Regions from separate parts of the Sus scrofa genome. Here region 2 is linked to region 1. A link is a contact called in public Hi-C data. All regions are on one chromosome and are shown on one strand. The core of a region is the stretch at or near the end of the contact, and the rest is flanking DNA. Distances in the headings are between cores, read along the strand shown.

Region 1 (5,387 bases), core at 1,944-4,443:
CAGGTCCCCCAACTGGGGAGTGGTAGAGCCAGGAACTGGGCTGGGATCTGGCTGTCTCCAGGTGCTTAGCCACGAGCTTCCTCTGCCTGTCACCCCTCTCGGCCAGAGTGCTCCGCCAACGTTACTTATCTTGCTGGGTCCTGCATGTCCTTTGCAGGTGGAGGTGGCCGGAATAACCTTGATGAGCTGCGGTGAAGGTGACAAGATGCGATACCTAAAATGCCTGGCACTCAGTCATAGCCGCTACTGTGGTAACTCAGACGAGACAAGGCTTTATTTATTTATTGTTTTACAACCACACCCATGGCCTGTGGAAGCTCCTGGGCTAGGGGTGGAATCGGAGGAGCAGCTTCTGGCCTATGCCACAGCCACAGCCACACAGGATCTAAGCCGTGTCTGTGACATATGCCACAGCTCATGGCAATGCCAGATCCTTAACCTACTGAGCGAGGCCAGGGATCGAACCCACATCCTCACAGACACCATGTCAGGTCCTTAACCCCCTGAGCTACTGCAGGAACTCCAGACAAAGCTGGAGAAAATGGGACCTTGGGGTCAAGGCTGGAGCCCTGGCCCGGGGCAGGGAAGGGGCTGTGAGGCTCAGGGGGCCGGCACGGGTGTGAGGTCACAGCCTGTGGGCACAGGGAGGCACTTACTATGTTCTTGCTGTCCTCGGCGAAAGTCGCTTTGACGAACATGGGGCCCAGGGCGAAGCCCAAGGTGTTCTCCGTGTCACTCACGCAGAACTTCCAGCGAGGGAGACAGGTCTGGAAAACACAAGCCGGAGGGGTTCCTTGGCTCCCGTCCTTCTTCCCAACCACCACCTGTCTGGGAGGCAGCACCAGCGGGGCCCGAGCTTCCGTCCAGCACTTGAGGGAGACCTTTTCTGACCCAGTGGAAGTTATTTTAGGCACTGGACCAAGAGGCCAGGAACTGTGCCATCGGCTCTTTCCTGCACGGTGCTTCACAGTGGGCAGTGGTACCCTACAGGGCCCTTGGCGCAGTCTGCAGGGGAGGCCCAGGAGGAAACTCTGCCGGGGAAGCCGCTGTCCAGGGTCCCAGAGCCACCGGGACGACTGTGCCTGATCCCAGGCCCTGCCCCTGCCTCGTCCTGCCTCCAGAGGCGAGGAACCTCGGGAGGTTACCTTGCCTACCCATGAGCCACAGAAAACCTCCCCAGGAGGACTGCAACCCCACTGAAAGCCTCTTGGAGAAAGAACCGCCACAGTGACCTTGCAGGACTTTGATGCGTTCATCCCACCTTCATCTTGCCCACAAGCGCACCAGCCCACGGGACGCCTCTGTGGCAGGAGACAGGTGCCCCTGGGGCTGTGGCCTCGTGGAGCCAGACTTGGGGAGGAGCACCCGGGCTAGGGTCAGCCCCTCTCCCGCCCCATTCCCCTGCCCTGGGGAGCCTCCGTGGATGGTGCCTCCCATTACAAGTGGTGGCCTTGCTCACATAAACCCCCGCGCTGCAGAGGAAGCCAAGTCCACTGAAGCCGGAAGCATAGGTGGTAAAAGCACCCAGGCTCAGGGCAGTCTGCTTCGTAAGAGCCCTCAACTGGAAACAACCCAAACGCCCACCCCCAGGCACAAGATGTGGAATTCTTAGACCACAGCACATGACTTGGCACCAAAAGGGTAGGAATTGCTGGGGCACACAACACGGATGAATTTCACAGCCGTTTTATGTTTTATGCTGAGCAAAAGCAGCCCACACAGTTTGTAGTCCCACTTACGCCCACATCAAGGGGTGCTGGGTCAGGAGGACAGATGAGAAAGGGGTGCAAGGGAATTTCCTGCGAAGAACACACTGGGCAAATGGGTGATGGACATGTTTTCTGTTTTGACTGGATTGGTGGTTACATGGGTGATTTCGTTTGTCCAGACTCACTGAACTGCGGACTTAATATACACACTTTATTGTATGTAAATTATACACGAGTTAAAAATTTCCTTAAAGGTAAGAAGGAAGAAAAAGGCACTCCAGCCTTCTCTAAGTTCAGTTGCCCAAGTTCTTTTCTTTCCTTTTTTTTTCTTTTTAAGGGCCACACCTGCAGCATATGCAAGTTCCCAGGCTAGGGGTCAAATTGGAGCTGCAGCTGCCAGCCTACACCAATGCTAGATCTGAGCTGCGTCACTGACTTACGCTGAAGCTTGTGGCAACACTACATCCTTAACCCACTGAGCAGAGCCAGAGATTGAACCTGCATCCTCATGGATACTAGTTGGGTTCTTTTTTTTTTTTGGCTTTTTAGGGTCACACCCATGGCATATGGAGGTTCCAAGGCTAGGGGTTGAATTGGAGCTGTAACCGCTGGTCTATGCCACAGCCACAGCAACATCAGGTCCGAGCTGTGTCTGTAACCTACACCACAGCTCACAGCAACGCCAGATCCTTAACCCACTGAGCGAGGCCAGGGATCGAACCCGCAACCTCATGATTCCTAGTCAGATTTGTTTCCACTGCACCAAGACAGGAACTCCCACTAGTCGGCTTCTTAACCTGCTGAGCCACACACAACAGGAACTCCAAATCTCCAAAACTTTTCACCTTGCAGATCTGAAACTCTGTACCCACTCAATAACTCCCTGCTCCCCACCTGCAGCCCCTGGCAACCACCTGGAAGCTCTGTTTTAACTACTGGTTCCTGCAGGGCAGAGGCTGAGTGGTGCAGAGCTTAGGGATTTGGGCTGGAGATTCAGACGTGCCGGATTTGAGAGCTCACTTTGCAAACTATGAGACTCTGAACAAGTCCCTTCCCCTCGCGGAGCCTCAGTTTCCTCATCTGTAAACTGGGAGAATGAAGACTGTTTCTAACAGATAAACTTGGTGAGCTCATGCCTGCAAGAGGCAAACATCCACTAGCGACATATTTTATTTATTTATTGTTATTATGAATAGCAAGCAGCCAAAAGTTGTAGTCATCCAGACCTGGGTTTGATCTGGGGCTCGGCTGCTTCCCTGCCGGGTGACTAGGAGAATCCCTTCACCTCCCTGAGCCTCAGCCTCCTCCTCTGTAACCCCGGGAGGGGGTAAGCGATGAGGGAGGCATGTGCTCCACATGCAGAGCCGTGAGTGTGGAGCCGTGTCTACCATCCCCGGTCCTGGTCAGACCCCTCCTGGATAAGGTCCCCTGGAAGACCAAGTGCTCAGGGGACAGAGTCCATGCCCTGTCACGTCTGTGACCCAGGCGCTCACCCAGGTCTGGTCCAAAGTCGGAACAGGTGGAGGAGTAGGGTGGGCAGGGCAGCGAACTCTGGCCCGTGCCCTTTTCTGCAGGGCCAGGGTGGCCGTCACGGCCAAGGCCCTGAGGTGCCATCAGAATCCCCTCTTGTCAGAAGGTGGGCTTGCTCCAAGCCACCCTCTCCCTCAGTCCCCTTCCTGCCAGAGGTGGGTGGATCTGCAGAGGAACAAAAGAGAACTTTCCCCAGGACGAACTCCAGGGCCAGAGCAGGGGCCCGAATCCTGCCAGTCTCTGCCAGTCCTTATCTGACTCCGCCCACTCTGCTGGACTCTGGGAGGGGCTTCAGGGGCAGAGTCCAGCCAGGGCCAGCTCTGCTCGCCCTCTGGGGTCTTGCCAGCCGCTGTCCTGGGTGGGGGCAGGGTGTGCCAGGTGGGCGTGGCACTCTAGCCTCTACTGCTCTGTGGTTCCGGCACCTCTTGGCTGTCCCCTGGGGCCCCAGCTTGGGGTACCCCATCAGCAGAGATGAGCACTGACCGCTCTCCATCAGCTCCCTCAGCAGACGTGGGGTCCTGGGGCGTAGATCCCACATACGCGTCTTGGTGTTTCCACACTGGCTTGGAGCCTGGCACAAGGTGGCCAGGGGGGTCAATGGACACACACTAGTTGGCTGTGGCAATGACACGCTGACCTCCACTTCCTTGGGAGGAAGGGTAAGTAGCTGGCGGGCAGGGGCATTTAAGGGCAGAGGAGACCACCTGCTTTGGGGCCTGGGAGGCTAATAATAACATCAGGATACTAGGGTCATACTTCCCATGAGTCTGGGGCTGCTCCAAGGGTTTTATGTTTATGGAGAAGTAGTATTATTGGGGGGCCCCCTTTGTAAAACGGGGCTGATGATTGTACCCACCTGGCCGGAATGTGACAGTCACGTGAGTTATACAAGGAAAGCCTTGTTGTCACTATAGAGGAGTGGGAAGGGAGAGAGCAGAAGCCACCTTTTGCTGTAAATTAGCTAAATCTCTGAGAGTCTTCTTTACACTTTGAGTGTAATCACCTCTCTGGAAGCTTCTGCCCACTCCCTGCTGGTGCAGCTCCCCGCCGGTGCACGCAGGGACACCAGGGCAGACAATGTCTGTGGCCTCCTTCTTTCTCCGCCTGGCATCTACCTCCCGGGCGAGTTCCGGGGCCTGGCAGGTGCTCAGCATTTGTGGGGAACGCAGGGCAGCAGGCTCACCTTCTTGGTTCCATACATGACCTCCATGAACTTCTCATCGGCATCCTGAAAGCGCTGATCCAGGAAGGAGCTTGTCTTCCGCACCAGGTTCCAGATCATGTAGTTGTTCAGCAGGCTGGGGCAAGAGGATAGACAGGCTCAGACATGCCCCAGGCTGGACACAGCACAGCATTTCCCCCACTGACCTCAAGGGGGCGCTTGTGAAACCGCACCCTGGATGGTGTGTGCCAGTGACCTGGAGCAGAGAAGGAGTAGCCATTTCCAAAGCTTGGAGATGTCCTGGCGGGAAGGCCAGAGATGGGAAAGGGGGCCTAAGAGTCAGAAGGGCAGGAAAGGAAGCTCTGGCCAGCCAGGCCAAGGCCTCCATGAATGAGGACTTTCACTACCCCACCCCTGGGGCTCAGACCACCTCTAATGGTTGTCACCTTTGCACACAGAGATAGAATATTCACTACAGTGAACATCCAGCCTCAAACTGGAACCAACATAAATGTTTGATAACCGGAAAATGGTGCGTAAATGATCATATATATACTTGATGGAATACTATGTAGCCATGAAAACTGAGACCTGCAGAGGGTCTGGGATGACATGGGGAAGATGCTTATGATCATCTTCCCCATGATCAAGGGAAGGTCAAGGGAAAAGCAGACTCATGTGGTCACAACAATGGGGAAAAAAGGAACCATGTATTAGAAAATCCGTCTCTCTCACATACATGCTTCTCTCCACAAACATACACACACGTATCCCTTCAGATCAACATGAGTGTTTTGGGTAATTTTAATTTTTTTCCTGTAACTTAAAAAATTTTCTAGGAGTTCCCGTTGTGGCAACGTAGTGGAAATGAATTCAACTAGGAACCATGAGGTTTCAGGTTCGATCCCTGGCCTTGATCGGTGGGTTAAGGATCCGGCGTTGCCGTGAGCTGTGGTGTAGATCACAGATGCGGCTTGGATCTGGCA
Region 2 (5,133 bases), core at 1,544-4,043, 76 kb after region 1:
CCTAAGCTGCCCCATCTATGTGCACCTATAGTGACTTGTACATATCACTACTAGAATATCCTTCTCCTTGCAATGTAATCAACAGCTACTAATCCAGGTACTGTGCAAAGATGGTTCAATTCTAAATCTATCAATAACTCTGCAAGAGAGTCAATATCCCACTTTAACAGAAGGAGATGACAGGCTCAGAGAGGCTGAGCGACTTACCTAAAGTCACACAGCTAATAAGTGGCAGACCTGGAATTTGAATCCCATGCAAATGATTCTTCGGTGGGGTCAGGCTGGCTCCCCCATGATGAGTCTTTCCCACTGACAGCATCGGAATCCTGAGCCTAGCATGGTTCCAACCTTCGTAGTTTCCCCATAGATCAGCCCCAGAGGTAAGATGTCACTCACCCAGACCCCCCTGGTGGCATTCTAGGCCAAAGGGGACCCACCAGCTGGCCTTGCTCTACCAGCCTCTGGACCACCTTGAAAATCCTAAGCATTTGTATCCAGGCAACCAGGCTTTAGAAGCAGCTCTTGACCTCTGTGAAGCTGCTTGCTGGCTACACGGACAATTTCAGGGGATGCTGGCCTTAGGAAAGAGAGCCAGCTCTGGAGTTGACTGTCTTGGCTACTTGGCTGTGGGGCTTTGGGATCATGACTTAACCTCCCTGAAGTCTCAGTCAGCTCATTGGTGAAGGGGAAGAATTCTTCCTCACAGCAGGTCAGTTAAGACCATGAATGTCAAGGGCCTTACGCAGGGCCAGGCACACGCCCACCTACCCTGTCAACAGATGTGGATTAGGCACCCACTATGTGCCAGACACTGTGCCAGGTGCTGTTCACAGCGGCAAACAAGATAGGAACGCCTATCATTAAGGGTCTTTAACTCTTTTTTTTTTTTTTTTTTTTTTTGTCTTTTTTTGCTATTTCTTGGGCCGCTCCCACGGCATATGGAGTTTCCCAGGCTAGGGGTTGAATCGGAGCTGCAGCCACTGGCCTACGCCAGAGCCACAGCAACGCTGGATCCGAGCCGTGTCTGCAACCCACACCACAGCCCACGGCAACGCCGGATCGTTAACCCACTGAGCAAGGGCAGGGACCGAACCCGCAACCTCATGTTTCCTAGTCGGATTCGTTAACCACTGCGCAACGACGGGAACTCCAAGGGTCTTTAACTCTTAGAGCAGAAACCCCCTCTCCATTACTGATCAATCCTCTCAGCAAAGAGTCCTCTGATACAGTGCGCTTACCTGACCCCTTACTTTATATAAATAACATATATACACCTTGGAAACTCTCCCATGGTCTCCAGGAGACACGGCCTGGGAAGCCCCTCAGCATCTTCGAAATACTGAATGAGGAGTTCCCCTTGTGGCTCAGTGGTAATGAACCTGACTAGTATCCATGAGGATGCGGGTTCAATCCCTGGCCCCGCTCACTGGGTTGAGGATCTGGTGTTGCTATGGCTGTGGTGTAGGCTGGCAGCTACAGCTCCTATTCCACCTCTAGCCTGGGAACTTCCATAGGCCGTGGGTGTGGCCCTAAAAAGAAAGAAACAGGGAAGGAGACACAACCTGAACAGCTGTCTCTGGCAGCCTGCATCCCTGCAGTCGACCCATGTGACCAAGCGCATGACACGGCACCGCCAATGACCTGGACTCAGCTCAAACACGACAGGAAGGGAGAAAAGCTGCAGAAGTAAACGCATAGCATTGTACTGATTATTTACATTTTAAAACACATGAGCAACAGCACACGTCACTTAGGGAGGCAGAAACTAGTAAAAGTATCCAGGTGGTCCTTTAAGAGGTCGTTTCTCAAATGGTCCGTATATACACCCATTTTAAAATATTTCCTCATTTTAATAAATAACTTAAATGCTTAAAAAAGAAAAGAAAAAGAAAGCAGATTCTTCTGGAAGCGGGGCGGTAGGGAATGGGATTGGGGAGGGACCCGCATGGGGCATTCAACAGCATGTGGAATGCTTCAGTTCTTAGGATGGGTGGCTGGTTCGCCAGTGTTTGTTTTTGCTGAACTCTATGCTTTTTATATGTCTGAAATATTTCACCCCATGCCAAAAAAGGCATGGCTTTGGAGGCAGACTTGTTTGGATGGAAAGCCAGAATCGTGCTTTGCTCCTGTGTGAGCTCAGTTTTCTCCTCTGTGAAGTGGGGATCCGCTTGCTCCCATGACTCTTCTGAGAGTCAAACGAGGTTGTGTTTGCAAAGGGCCGGTGCACAGTGGGAGGGGGGTGTTGGATGGCACACAGTGGGGCCTGGTGCACAGTAGGGCCGGGAGCACTGTTGGAGGTGCCCAGTGCACAGTAGCTGCTATTCTTCCTACTGCTGTTGGGAAAAGCCTCTCAGAGGAGGGGAGCCAGTCCACAGGCCTCTGATTAAGGGAGAAAAGGGTTTACTGGTCCCAAGGTCAGGCCGGCCTTCAGTGATTCTTAACTGATGACGCAAATGGGGCTCCGGGGATTGAGCAATCGTCGTCCCTTGAGCAGGATACATAAAGAAAGTCCTGGGCCCGGGCTGACAGGACTCCCTCCACTGTCCCCACCCCATCTCACTCTGTCTCTGGCCTTCCCGGTACCCTTCCTTGCTGTGCGTTGGGCAGGAAAGCTGAGCCTCCTCCCGGCCCAATTCTCCTCGGCTCTCCTGAGACCCTGCTCCTCATTCTCAAGGCAGAGTCTTATCTTAACCACCCTGTGGTTAAATCCTCTGGAGCGACTTTCGCAGGTCCCCGGCTCTAACAGGTGTGACCAAGAATGTGGAGCCTGGGCGTCTGTCTTGGTTCACATCCAGGCTCCAGGTATGACCTTGATGTTCTCAAGCTCCAGCTGGGGCCACCACCACTCCCTCTGTGAGTGGTGGGGGAGAACACCTGCAGCGGGGCCCGCCCCTCACAGTCCGCCCCAGGGCATCGCATGGCTCACTCTGGGTGCCCAAGCACTGGATGCTGTTGTAATGAGACCATTCCTCCCGGCTTTGGCAGAACCCAAGTGGCAGCTCTGCTGGACTCCAAACTGAACGTGGGCGGAGGGAAACGCATGAGGATGGAGCAGACGAGACCCGGGGCAGGAAGTGGCAGGTGGTGGGGAACGGGGGGCTCTGCCTGGGCTCTCGGCCACTTGAACTAAATGAAACCACCTCGCTGGCATAAGCACAAGAATTTGTCAGAGTTTCCTAGAGCCCAAGGGCATTTCTGGGGCACAGTTTGGAGAGGGCAGAAGAAGGGAGTGGGGGTGGCTGTGAAATTTGATTTCAGATCATGACGCATCTGGGGAACCTCCTTATTTCATCCCTGCCCTTTTCTAACCCTGCCCCACCCTCATTAACAAAGGACTAGGGGTGTCCTCCCTGGAGACCTGGGTGCCAGTCTGCCTTGGCCCCTCACTGTTAGGCTTTGGGGCAGACATCCCTCCTCTCTGGGCTTCTGTTTCTCCACCTGTCTTTTTTGTTGTTGTTGTTTGTTCATTTTTACGGCCACACTCACGGCATATGGAAGTTCCCCGGCTAGGGGTCCATCTGAGCTGCAGCTGCCGGGCTACACCACAGCCATAGCAATGCTGCTGGATCTGAGCCTCATCTGTGACCTATGCCGCAGCTTGTGGCAATGCCGGATCCTTAAGTCACCGAGTGAGGCCAGGGATCAAACCTGCATCCTCGCGGACACTGTGTTGGGTTCTTAACCCGTTGAACCACGACGGGAGCTCTCCTAAGGTCTTATCAACCTGTCAGACCCACTCCACAAGGCTGCAGAAGCAGAGCCAGCAAATCCCCTTCCCCGTGAGAAAGAGGCAAACCCCCTGGGCTAGCCTTCCTCAGCCCGGCCAGTCCCGCACATGGGGATGGGCTGAAAAATACTAAACCAGAGGAGGTAATTTATAGCGAGAACTGCAGCTACCAGGTGGGGGCACCCCAGTGGGAGAGAAAGCAAACTGGGGTCCCAAGAGAGTTTGCGTGGGAAGAATGGCATCGGCGGAGGCAGAGGCTGATAAAGCAATAGCGTCCAAGTGGCGCTGTCACAAACTCATCCTCTCAGCAAACCAAACATGTGGGCTTTTGACAGCTAGGACTGTACCATTCCCAGGGCTCTGTTTCCTCATCAGAAAGGTGACAAAAGAGCTGTGGTACAGCTGTGCTAAGATGAGTTTAAAAGACATGGCCCATACTAGGTGCTCAGTAAATGCCATCCAGTCTGTCCACAGGGCGCCCCAGCACCAAGCTGGACCAGGAGGCTCTGAGTGCTGTTCCCCGGCTGCCTCAGCCCTCCAGCAGGCAGACAAGCAGTCCGGATGTTTACACTGGCCAGCCAGGGCCCCCCGCCTGCCTGGGACAGGCTGAATAAACACAGGCAGTCACAGGCTCCTGCCTCCATCTCCCCGCAGACTGCTCGCCTCCCAGGCTTTACTCCACAGGCGCCTCCACCCCAATCCGGATGCTCTGTTTATAGATTCTTCCCACAGATTATGTTAGGGGTTTGCTGCATCCGCTGATACCTGGCAAGATACCCTAACCCAGTCCAGGACCATCTCCAGCACAGGGACAAAGCGAGCGAGGGCCGGGCTCCAGTAGACAAGGGTCGTGTGGGCTTGGACAGGTGGCCCAACTTCTCAGAGCCTCAGTTTCCTCATCTACAAAATGGGGGCAACAAACAACAAGAGGGAGGGGGCGGGAGCGGGACGGACTGGGAATTTGGGGTTAATAGATGCAAATTATTGCCTTTGGAATGGATAAGCAATGAAATCCTGCGGTATAGCACTGGGAACTACGTCTAGTCACTTATGATGGAGCATGATAATGTGAGAAGAAAAGAATATAATGGAAAAAATAAAAATCATTATTAAAAAATGGGGGCAACAGGTGACAGTGATGATTAAACGGGGTCACATAATATAGGCACAAAGCATAGTGCCTGGTTCATGGAAGGTACTTGAAAAATAAGGTTTTTGAAACTTTTTGTGGGTAATTGAAGGGTTTGGCTAAGCAGCTGGTGGGCCCTTGAGAGGACTTCTTAAAAATAAATAATAGGAAATTCCTGGCCAAAATTGTGTTCCACACATCATTTCAACGCCTCCACAAAGCAACCCTAGGAGTTGAGGTGCATCATTGTCCTGTTTCACAGGTGGAGAGCTGAGAC

What was found. Hi-C and Micro-C count contacts between places; a contact is called where the count stands out from the background.
Region 2: a contact with region 1 is called in a Hi-C map of liver, with 2.6 times the contacts expected there. The contact joins two enhancer-like sites. A contact is called at or near these places in 5 of 47 Hi-C or Micro-C datasets (blood, embryonic fibroblasts, epiblast stem cells and 1 more).

Annotation. Positions count from the first base shown.
Region 1 is chr6:79,421,463-79,426,849 of Sscrofa11.1, forward strand. It overlaps ECE1 (endothelin-converting enzyme 1), which reads right to left. Exons shown (of 20, transcript XM_021097679.1): 11 at 4,423-4,537; 12 at 657-767. Among named protein-coding and RNA genes, the nearest start is that of ECE1, 42 kb to the right of the region's middle. Within about 2 kb of position 3,194, at least 10 of the 83 cell types and tissues checked have an H3K27ac peak or open chromatin away from gene starts, as enhancers often do. A contact at or near this core is called in liver, where this site is marked.
Region 2 is chr6:79,497,993-79,503,125 of Sscrofa11.1, forward strand. No RefSeq gene overlaps it. Among named protein-coding and RNA genes, the nearest start is that of ECE1, 35 kb to the left of the region's middle. Within about 2 kb of position 2,794, at least 30 of the 83 cell types and tissues checked have an H3K27ac peak or open chromatin away from gene starts, as enhancers often do. A contact at or near this core is called in liver, where this site is marked.